Regions from separate parts of the Mus musculus genome. Here region 1 is linked to region 2. A link is a contact called in public promoter capture Hi-C data. All regions are on one chromosome and are shown on one strand. The core of a region is the stretch at or near the end of the contact, and the rest is flanking DNA. Distances in the headings are between cores, read along the strand shown. Region 1 holds the start of Usp6nl (USP6 N-terminal like). Region 2 holds the start of Fam107b (family with sequence similarity 107, member B).

Evidence for each region. Promoter capture Hi-C pulls out the DNA fragments that hold promoters and counts their contacts.
Region 1: a promoter capture Hi-C map of pre-B cells shows a contact between it and region 2, with 2.4 times the contacts expected there. The contact joins the promoter of Usp6nl here to the promoter of Fam107b in region 2.

What each region holds. Positions count from the first base shown.
Region 1 is chr2:6,320,408-6,325,241 of GRCm38.p6, reverse strand. It overlaps Usp6nl (USP6 N-terminal like), which reads right to left and starts at 2,485. Exons shown (of 15, transcript NM_001080548.1): 1 at 2,288-2,485. It overlaps A230108P19Rik (RIKEN cDNA A230108P19 gene), which reads right to left. Exons shown (of 7, transcript NR_040333.1): 7 at 3,631-4,834.
Region 2 is chr2:3,710,619-3,715,572 of GRCm38.p6, reverse strand. It overlaps Fam107b (family with sequence similarity 107, member B), which reads right to left and starts at 2,115. Exons shown (of 4, transcript NM_025626.4): 1 at 1,937-2,115.

The DNA.
Region 1 (4,834 bases), core at 1,236-3,735, 2.6 Mb before region 2:
TTCCTCAATTTTTCAACCAAAATCATTTCCTGGCTACAAAATGTAACAATAATTCGTCATGATGGCAAAGCTAGGCCAATACACTACAGAACAAAGCTAGGCCCTGGAGCCCCAGACTGGATCTGCTGGTTCCCACTCAATGCATGAAGATGATCAGTCACTATACACCCAACACCACGTCTGCCACTTCTCCTCAGGTACTTGTTTAACCAGACCAGTTGTCCTTGCTAAGGGTTACCTGCACCACAAAACACCCTGAGAGGGAGTAATGGAGGGCTGGAGAGATGGCTCAGTGGTTAGGCACACTTGCTGCTAATACATGATGGCCCACAACCATTCAGAACTCTAGTTCCTGGAGATCTGACATCCTCTTCTGACCTCTTGAGAGCAACAAGCACATGTGTGGTGCATACGCAAAAATGCAGGCAACATTCATACACATAAAATAAAAAAATCTTTTAAAATATATATATTTAAGGCAAAAGGGTACTGATGGATTATACTCACCAGAACCAAGCCCAACCTAGAGCAGTAGTCTGATTTAAAAAGTGGCGAACAGCACTAGGGCTCAGGACCACACTCTAAAGTCAGACAAAGGATGTTTCTTCAATACCTTTGTGGGAGTGCCCTGATTCTTCAACTGAGGGCACCTGTCCTTGCAATTAGGGCTCTGTGTCGTCGTCGTCCCGACCCCCCCCCCCCGCACAAGTTAATTAATACTGTTATTAGTATAATTTCCTTTTCCATTTTGATTTACAGCATAATGGCCTGGAGAGAGTACAAACTAAGGAGTGAACGAGACAGCATGCTTACAATTTCACCTATAAAATTATGACAAACTAGGAAATATTTTGTTAATTGTGGGGTCTTGGTGAGAAAAGCAGTGAGTCATTGTTTAAATGCCAGTTTACTGATTATTAAGGTGAGTTAAAGAAAGGGGAAATAATTTAAAACTCTGCCCTAGTTCCCACCACCACCGAGAAAACTTCCAGAGATTCAGTATGGGAGGGAATTGGTCACGAGTCATCTCAATCAACCGTACCGCGAAACTTTTCTGAGCTATGAAACAACTTGTCTCATAGATCTAATTACATAGGAATGGAAGAAGGGAAGGAAGGAAGGAAGGAAGGAAGGAAGGAAGGAAGGAAGGAAAGAAGGAAGGAAGGATCCACGACTAAACTGTTCCAGCAAGAATACTTTGAACACTGTCCCTACAACTTTTTCCATTCGTGTCGCAGTACTGCCCCAATTCACCGAGCCTTTCCATAAGGCACAACGCATATTAGTCTCCTTAAAAAGCATCTGGGGTAGGAGGAATGAGTGAACAGAAGAATCTACTAACGCAGCTTTATTCGAAAATGCCGTGATGTTAGCTAACACCTTGTACGCTAATTTTAAAAATAAAATTCAAAATATCTGTGGATAGCTGGAGAAATGGCTGGGCGGTTAAGAGCACTGACTGCTCTTCCGGAGGTCCTGAGTTCAAATTCCAACAACCACATTGGTGGCTCACAACCATCCGTACAGCTACAGTGTACGCATATAGATAAAATAAATAAATCTTTAAAAAAAAAAAAAGTATCTGTCGATTATACGGAGTGTGCCTAAAGAAGAGCCCAGAGATCTCGATGCTCAACATATATGAACGTCCCACCATGGAGTAAGACTTCTCTCATTCTCTGCATTAAAACACCTGCGAGCCACCGTGCTCATCCCCTATAGAAACGCCGCGCTCCCGGAGCCCCAAACTAGCCAGCAAAACTTTGCCGGGGCGCACGGATTTCCAGCTCCCTCCCGCCCGCCCATCCTCCCCGGGGCTGCTCCAAAGTTCTTGCGGCATCCCAGGCAATCGTCTCAGCGAACGAAGTTTGCCTGGGTCCTGCCCACTCGCGCTCCCGCAGGACGCAACTGAAACTTGCAAGGGAGACACGTCTCCCCGGGGACCGAAACTTGCACGCGGGGTGGGGGAGGAAGGCGGCCGGAGCGTTCCGCCTCCCCGGGGGTCTGCACGCAGCGCCGAGCCCTCTCGGCCCCCCGCCCGGCCGCTCCCGCGCGCGCGCCCGCCCGCCTGTCAATCACACCGCAGACCACCACCCCCACGCGCGAGCAACACGGCGCGCGGGGTCCACGGGAGCCGGCTCGGGCCAGGCCGCGCCGCCGCAGCGTGCCCTCTGCCCGGGGCCGGGAATGGCGGCGACCGGCTGCCCGGAGCCAGTTCCGACCTGGCCCCCTCGCCTTTAGACCCCGCCAGCCCCTGTAGCAGCGGCTGAAGAGAAAAGGAAGTTACCTCCAAGCGGTCCCGGCGGCGGCGGCGGCGGCCAGTCGCGGGAGGCCGAGAGGTCCGGCGCGGCGGCGGCGGCGGCTACCGCAGTGCCCTCCGCCCCATTGTTTCCCTTCCAGGAGGCTCCCGGCAAAGCCGAGCCCGGGAACCAGGAAGTTCCCCGGCGCGACACCTCCAGCCGCCGCCGCTATGGAAACGGCCCCCGCCTTCCCCAGGGCGGCTCTCCCGGGACCCCGCCTCCGCGCCGCCGGCCCCGCCCGCCTCACCGGCCGCCAACAGTCGCCGTTGCGGCCGCGGCCGCCGCCATCTTGGCGCGGGCGGACAGCCCCTGCCTTCCCGGCGGCACGTGCGCTGTTCCCGCGCTCCCGCCGGGCGCGCGCTCGATGGGCTGCGGGCGGAGGCCGACGGCCCGAGCCCCTCTGCATGAAGAGGGGGTCCGCCGACCCGGCGGCGCCCAGCGATCGCTCCAGAGCTACTCACGGGCTGGGACCAGTGCTGTGTCTGACACCTGAGGGCAGCCGGCAGAGCACGGCGCCTTTCGCGGATGAGGCCCGTCCGCTCGCCAGCCTTCAGACGTTGCCTACTGCACTTGGGTTTTTCTTGGACTCGGTATCCTCACCCGTGAAGTGAGAGGGAAACTGTACCTGCTTCGTGGAGTTGTTCCCCGCGCAAACAAATGCTTGGTAGTGTGTGCACAGTGAATCTGTCAACAGAGTGGCTCTGTTACTGACACAAGGTCACACAGTCAATTTCCAGGCATTTATGCCAAGAGTTCAGATCAGCACAACTTTAAGTAGGCTACTGTGTGCAAGCCTTTTGCTGCCTAAACAGTGTTCATTCCCTGGCCCATCTTTCTTTAGGTCAGCTTTTTCTGTGTCAAGAGTTTTAATCCCCACGGTCTTCCATTAAGAACTGATGTAAAAAGGGGATGATGTAAACTTCCCAACACTGTAATTTGCTGACGGTTAAATGATTTATTCACTAGAAGCAGCAAAGGTTTGGGTGTGCGAGTAGCTAAAAGGCTTCTGTCCTTGTTTCCAGGAACTAGAATTACTATAGCTGGCAACTGTGCACTGCGTTTACTCTTTCCCAGGCTGGTGAAACCTGACACTCACTGCAAACTGTGTTCCTTGAGGAATTGAGGAGAGGCAGAGTCCTGGCCCTTCCTGGGCTTGCAGACTTTAACACCTGTGACTCCTTGGGTCTTAGATGGCCTCTGAGGCCACTTCTGACTCTCAAATGCTGATTAACCAGTGAAACCCAGGGCCTTTTGGACAGACAGACAGACAGGCGCGCGCGCATCCCTTCATTCAGGTCTCCATTTAAACCAGGTTTGGAAACACTACTTTGGGTTTTGTTTTGTTTATTGATTTGTTTATTCTGGTATGTACAAATGGCACAGTTGGTTTGGTGAAAATCAGGTCAAAAGTTGGATGGTCATGGGAATTTTTTCAACACTCAAATATAAGGAATAGAATTCCAAAATTAGCAAGTCACCAAAGAGCTCTCCATTTGTGACAATGCCTACAGCTTCCAAGTCTTTGATGACAACACATGCACATACGCATGTACTTACATTGTGCTTTGAAGATTGCAGAAGTCCTCCAAAAGACACTTACTGAATTAAAGTATAACGTTTGAGTTACCGTCTCTCCGGATACCTTGGGAACCCCACAGAGGCTCAAGAGAATTCATCCAGAAATTTTACCACAAATACAAAAATATCAATGAGTTGGAGGGGCAATGCTGGACACAGCTTGCTTCACAAACTGAAGGAGAAGTTTCAGATGTGTGTGTGAAGTTTATATTAGTGTAATACTATATTCTAGACTTAACTGTCAGCACTGTCGGCCCAACTTCAGACTTAGCAGTCTGTACTATTATTCAGAAATATATTCAAGAATGAGGGTAGCTGAATTTCACTGAAAACCTACACAAATAGGAACACTTGAGTCTTGGGGTAGTCGTTTAGCAACCGCTGTCCTAAAAAAAAAAATGCATATTTAAGTTATGTCCGCCTTGTGATCCTATTCCCTCTAACATACGATAGATATCATACATGTGATTCCCCCTTCAACTGGGGGGAAAGTTCACTGTCAAAATCCCAGAGAAAATGAAAGGGGGAATAAACAGTTTGTATCTCCAATGAGAATATTCTGCAAATGCCAGCCATTTAGAACTTTCCGATCACATAACAGGAAGAGTGATGTTTGCATTTCGTTTTTAAAAGTTATGTTATACTCATGACAATACTTACAGAATATTGCCAAAGGTAAAAGTACATGTTTAAGTTTCCCACAAGACTCCATAATAACTAGGGTTAAGAGTATAATTTGCGGTGAGAACATGAAAATATAGAACATGGGGAAATTTTCAAAAGTAAACCATGCATCCTTAGCTTTCATCTTCAAAACTGCAGATCAAAGGCGCTGTTCCTAGAGTCTCCTGTAAACTGAGACCTTGCAATGTGGATCGATGGCTATGCAGTCCATTCAGGTTTGGGGAGTAGCAAAGTGGGTTGTGCCGTGGAGACTCTGGAAAGCCTCATGTGAT
Region 2 (4,954 bases), core at 866-3,365:
TCCCAACCTCCTCCTATGGTGTCTCCTGCTTCAGAAATGACTGCAGAATACTTCATCATCTCTTGAGCACCCTGCCTCTAAAGGGCTGTCTCAAAGGCTTCTTTCTGCTTTGCATACTAAAGAACTCAAAGACCAAAATTTTTACAAGGGGAAAATATAAGTAATGACAAAGATGTCCACCGGCCAAGTACGTAGCTGAATGGCCTTTTAGACACTCGAAACTCTTCACTGTAATGAAAACATATTTTACTTTCTCAACACAAACTTTCTGAGATGTGCATGAGGCACATGGAAAACACGGCTAGTCTTTCTACAGGCAGCTCTTTCCATCCTGGATTTCTCAGGATTCTCAGAACTTTTCACAGTAAAAACATTTATTTACCTTTTAAACGGTCCCAAGCTACTCCTGATATATATCTATCTATATCCATATATGGATATATGTGTGTGTATACAGATATAGATTTAGATATACCCATACAAATATATATATACATGATAAAGTCTTTTGTGTTATCTCCAGTGAAGTGCAAAGCACATTACTTTCCCTTCATCTTCCCGCCTCTCCCTTCTGAATAAATAGTTACTGGCAAAGCTCTGAGAAAATATATTCCAAAACAAGTTGTTAGTATAATCCTCTGTGAAAGCAGTAAAAGGAACATTGCAAAGTTATCATTATTAAATGTCATGCTTTAGACAAGTATAAAGGTTAGGAATTAACAATGTGTTCATTTAGACTCTCTCTCTCTCTCTCTCTCTCTCTCTCACACACACACATACACACACACACACACACAAACTTCCCTGCCACCTATAAAGCAAATACACCTTCATCCTCAGGGTATGTGTGGGTGGTGGCCACATGAGTGACCTATCTTCTGGTTTTTAATTTATCACAAATATATATGATTATTAATTCAAAGTTGTAAAGCCTGAAACTCCAAACACTAAGGAACCGTCCCTAGACAGGCATCTCTGACAGGATTTAGAGCAACTTTAACATGTCCAAATGCTAGTGAGGTAGCATGCCTAGAGAAAGTGTACCTGTTAGCAGGGAGGCTCAAATTCAGAAAGTCAAGCCAAACAGGGCTCCTTCTGTTCCCCTGTTGGCGCCTCCAGTATCACCCCCCATTCTGACTAAGTAACCTCACTTAGCAGTCCTGGACAAAAATCTGAGAAGGGATTGGGATGGCTGGTGTGTGCACTTCATCCTCTCAACAGGAACTCTCTACATTTCAAAGAGAGCTGGGGACGCTTCACTTCCAGCACACATGTCAAAACTTGGCTCTTATACACCAGATTACCTCCCAGTCATCCAGAAATGTTTCAGGAGGCAATCACTGAGTCCCCCAAAAATGTGGGGACTTCTGCGCTGACATCACCCAAACCCCCTGGCTTGACCGGACTCCAAGAGGCACAGCAGAGTCCAACATAGAAAAGTTACTTGCAGACAGGAAACAGTGTCACTACCACCTTTCAAAGCAGCACGACCCCGCCTTTGTCTGCCGGGTAGGAGCCGGCTTCGGGACGCTGACCCTGTCCTGCTGCCGGGACAGGCAAGGCGGGCATCTGGCCCGGGGCGCGCAGCCACTGCAGCCTGGGTCTTAAGGTCTGGGTCTGCAGGGCCGAGGATGCAACAATGAACCAACCAAGCAGCAGCCTGGATTCCCCCCTCTCCAGGGGGCCCCTCCGCCCCGGCGCCCCTCGATCCGGGCCGCCGCCCGGGCCCTGCACCCTAGACCTCCCCAAGCAGCGCAGGGCCACCAGGCTCCCCGCTGCTCGCCTACGCCCGAGGGACCGCATACCCCAGCCCGCCCTGCAGGCCAACGACAGGGTCCCCCAGGCCGGGGTCAGACACCCGTCGCTTTCTCCCGGCGGGCGGCCGCCTTGCAAGCCCCTCGTCTTTGTGTGAGAAGTAAGTGTGGGGCCAGCCTACCTCGCACAAAGGCGCGCTGCTCCCTGGCGCGCTCCGCTGCTGGCGTTGGTACCCGGCACCTTAGCCACCGAGGTGGCGAGAGGGCGGTTCCGACGGCGGTTGCAACGCCGGAGTAAGAAGCCCGTCCGGCTCGGGGCGGCTCTCGCACCCGGCGGCCTCGCGCGTCAGAATTAAGTGGCGGGGCGGGCCGGGGACGGGGCGGGGCCGCTGAGTCATCACTAAGTCACGCCCAACTCCTAGGCCACGCCCCCGAACGGCCGACCACGCCCCCCGAGCTTTCAGCCTTGCTTTGCCCTAGTGGACTCAGATGAGAGCTCTGGATCCTTGGTCATGTGGCAGGGGCCTCTGTTGTGCGGGTTTACTTTCCTTTGCTTGGGTGCCCAGGAAAGGACCAGGAAGGTGGAAGGAAAAGTTGTCACCTGTCTAATGGAAGGTGTCAGCTGCAAGTTCACGGGGCCCACAATTTAAAATTCATTATGCATCTGCTTTTGAGTTTATTTCTCATCTTTCTGTCTCTCCTTTGTATATGTGTTTCTCTCTGTCTGTCCCTCTCATGCTCTGTCTCTCTGTTTGTCCTTCTCTTGCTCTCTCTGTTTCTCTTTCTGTTTGTCCTTTCTGTCTCTCTGTGTCTTATGTCTTTATGTATCTGTAGCTCTCTTACTGTGTGTCTATGTCTCTATGTTACTGTGTATCTCTTATTGTATCTCTGTGTTCTCTCTCCTTTTTGTTCTCCCCCACCCCTTTCTCTTCGGTCTGTTGAAACCCTGCCAAATATTTTTTTTGGAAGAAAATCAAAAAAGGAGTTTGTTATAATTACATAAAGTCACAGTCAACTGAAGGCTCAGAACCCACTGACCTGGGCTTTCCTCTCCACCCTCACCAAAGGGCAGATGGAGAATTTAGATCAAGGAAGGACTGATCTGATCTTTAAAAAAAAAAAATCTAATTTCATTCTCTAGCTCTCCTGAATTGTTTCCCTGCCCTACCCAAAATTCCAAGGGTGCCATTTACATGAATCACGAGTTCAGCCATTTACATGAATCACGAGTTCAAAAGCAGGCCCTGTCTCAGGGTGAGAACAAGGCCAGCAGGTTGATGGATTCCATACCAAAGCCTTTTCATTTTCTTGGCAACAGATGACTAAGGATTTATTTATTAGGAAACTTTTCTGACTCAAAGAGCTTAGGTCATATTTGCACAGGGGGAAAAATGCTGTCAGTGGATTTCAATGAGCAAATTACCTATTCCAAATGTTTCAGTCTTACAGAGTCCTCTTAGCCAGCTCCTGGGCATCCTCCCAATCCAGGAGCAATAGACACACTCACCCCAGGATTCACATTACTTCACATTAGTCTAAAATACAGCACGTAATAGTGATAACTTTGCAATATTCCTTTGCCGCTTTCTCATAGAGGTAAGCCAACAATAATTTCCTCAGAGCCTTCCCAGTCCCAGGGGCTCTCTGCTGTGCTTCACTCGCAGTCTTCTGCCATTCACCCCCATGCATGGAGTTTCCTCTCCCCCTGATGGCTCCCTAGTCTCCAAGCAGAGGGATCCTGCCTAGACTCCTACCCCTACCCACACTGACATCAACTCCTAAGTTCTGAATAGGATGAGCAGCTATCCCCTCCCCATCTCCGGTAGTGCCCACCACACTTGCCTCTGGGCTCTGTGACCACAGTATGGTAATGGTGTTCTAACTGGTCCTAGCCACCATTGTGTCAGGGTCCCAGCTGCTTTCTGGGTGAACTTTTAAATCAAAACTGATCCACCACTGCTGTTGCTGCAGCAGGTGCTGCTGCTGCTGCTGCTACAATATCTATTGTTTTAGCTATTTTTCCTGCCATTTTGACAAAACACCTGATAGAAACAGGGGAAGGAGGGTTTACTTGGGCTCACAGTTTCACAAGCTTGTGTCCTTCCCGGTGGCTGGTGTATCCAATGGTGACTTTACAAATGAGTGTCCAGAAGCAGACAAGAATAAGAGTAGAATAAGCTGCCAGTTATCATTTTCAAAAGCCCACTGCTAGCAATCTACACCCTGAAAATACCGTAGCCCCCCAAGCACCACCACTGGCTTAGAACACACACTGAAAGCATGAACCTCTTAGGAGCATTATAGATCCAATGTCTAATGTGTAACAGGTTCCCAATTCCTGCTACAAGGTGAAGTTCAAGCTGCTTAGTGCAGTCCTCCAAAGGAAAGTACCCTTCCCTGAAACCACCTTGACCATGGTCCCATGCTCTTCCTACACCCCTAAGCACCTGGGGCTCTGCTCAGCCACTGTGCTGCTGCTCTGTGACCACTGACAGTGGGATTCTGCCTCTGCCTGGAATACTTCTAACCACTCCCAGCATCCAAAAGTCTCGCTGAGTCTAAGGCTCCTCTGAAAAGCCTTCCCTGACCTGCTCTAACTGAATGGGTTCATTCTTCCCATCTGACCTGAGCACAGCATTGTAATTATCACATCACTGTTAATATGCACTCCCTGAGAGCATTTTGCGCCTGACATATAAGCTTATCTATACATCCTTGGGCTTAATTTAGCATGTGCCATATAAGAAGTGCTAGGGCCTAGATTGTATTCTCTCCTTGATATACAAATTGAAATCCTGACTACCCCTATCCCAATGGAGCAGTTTGCCAATAGTCCCTAGATAGAAGTAATTTCAGTAAATGGGATCATAAGTTTATTATTAGTGACTCTCCCTGTTGCTGAAGCAGGATACCTGGAAGGAGCAATTTCAGGAAGAATGTATTCATTTTTGACACATAGTTCAAGGGGACATAAATACCTCTATAGGAAAGGCATGTAACAGGGGTGTGAGGTGGCTGTTCACACTGTGCCAACCATCCAGAAGCAGAGAGAGATGAACGCTGGTACTCAGCTCTTCCTCCCTTTAATGTGGTCCTAGACCACAGCCTACGGAACAGCATCAGCCACATTTCAGGTGGGGCTTCTCGCTCAATTAACCTAACCTTTATAACATCCTCACAGATATACCTCAAGGCTTGTC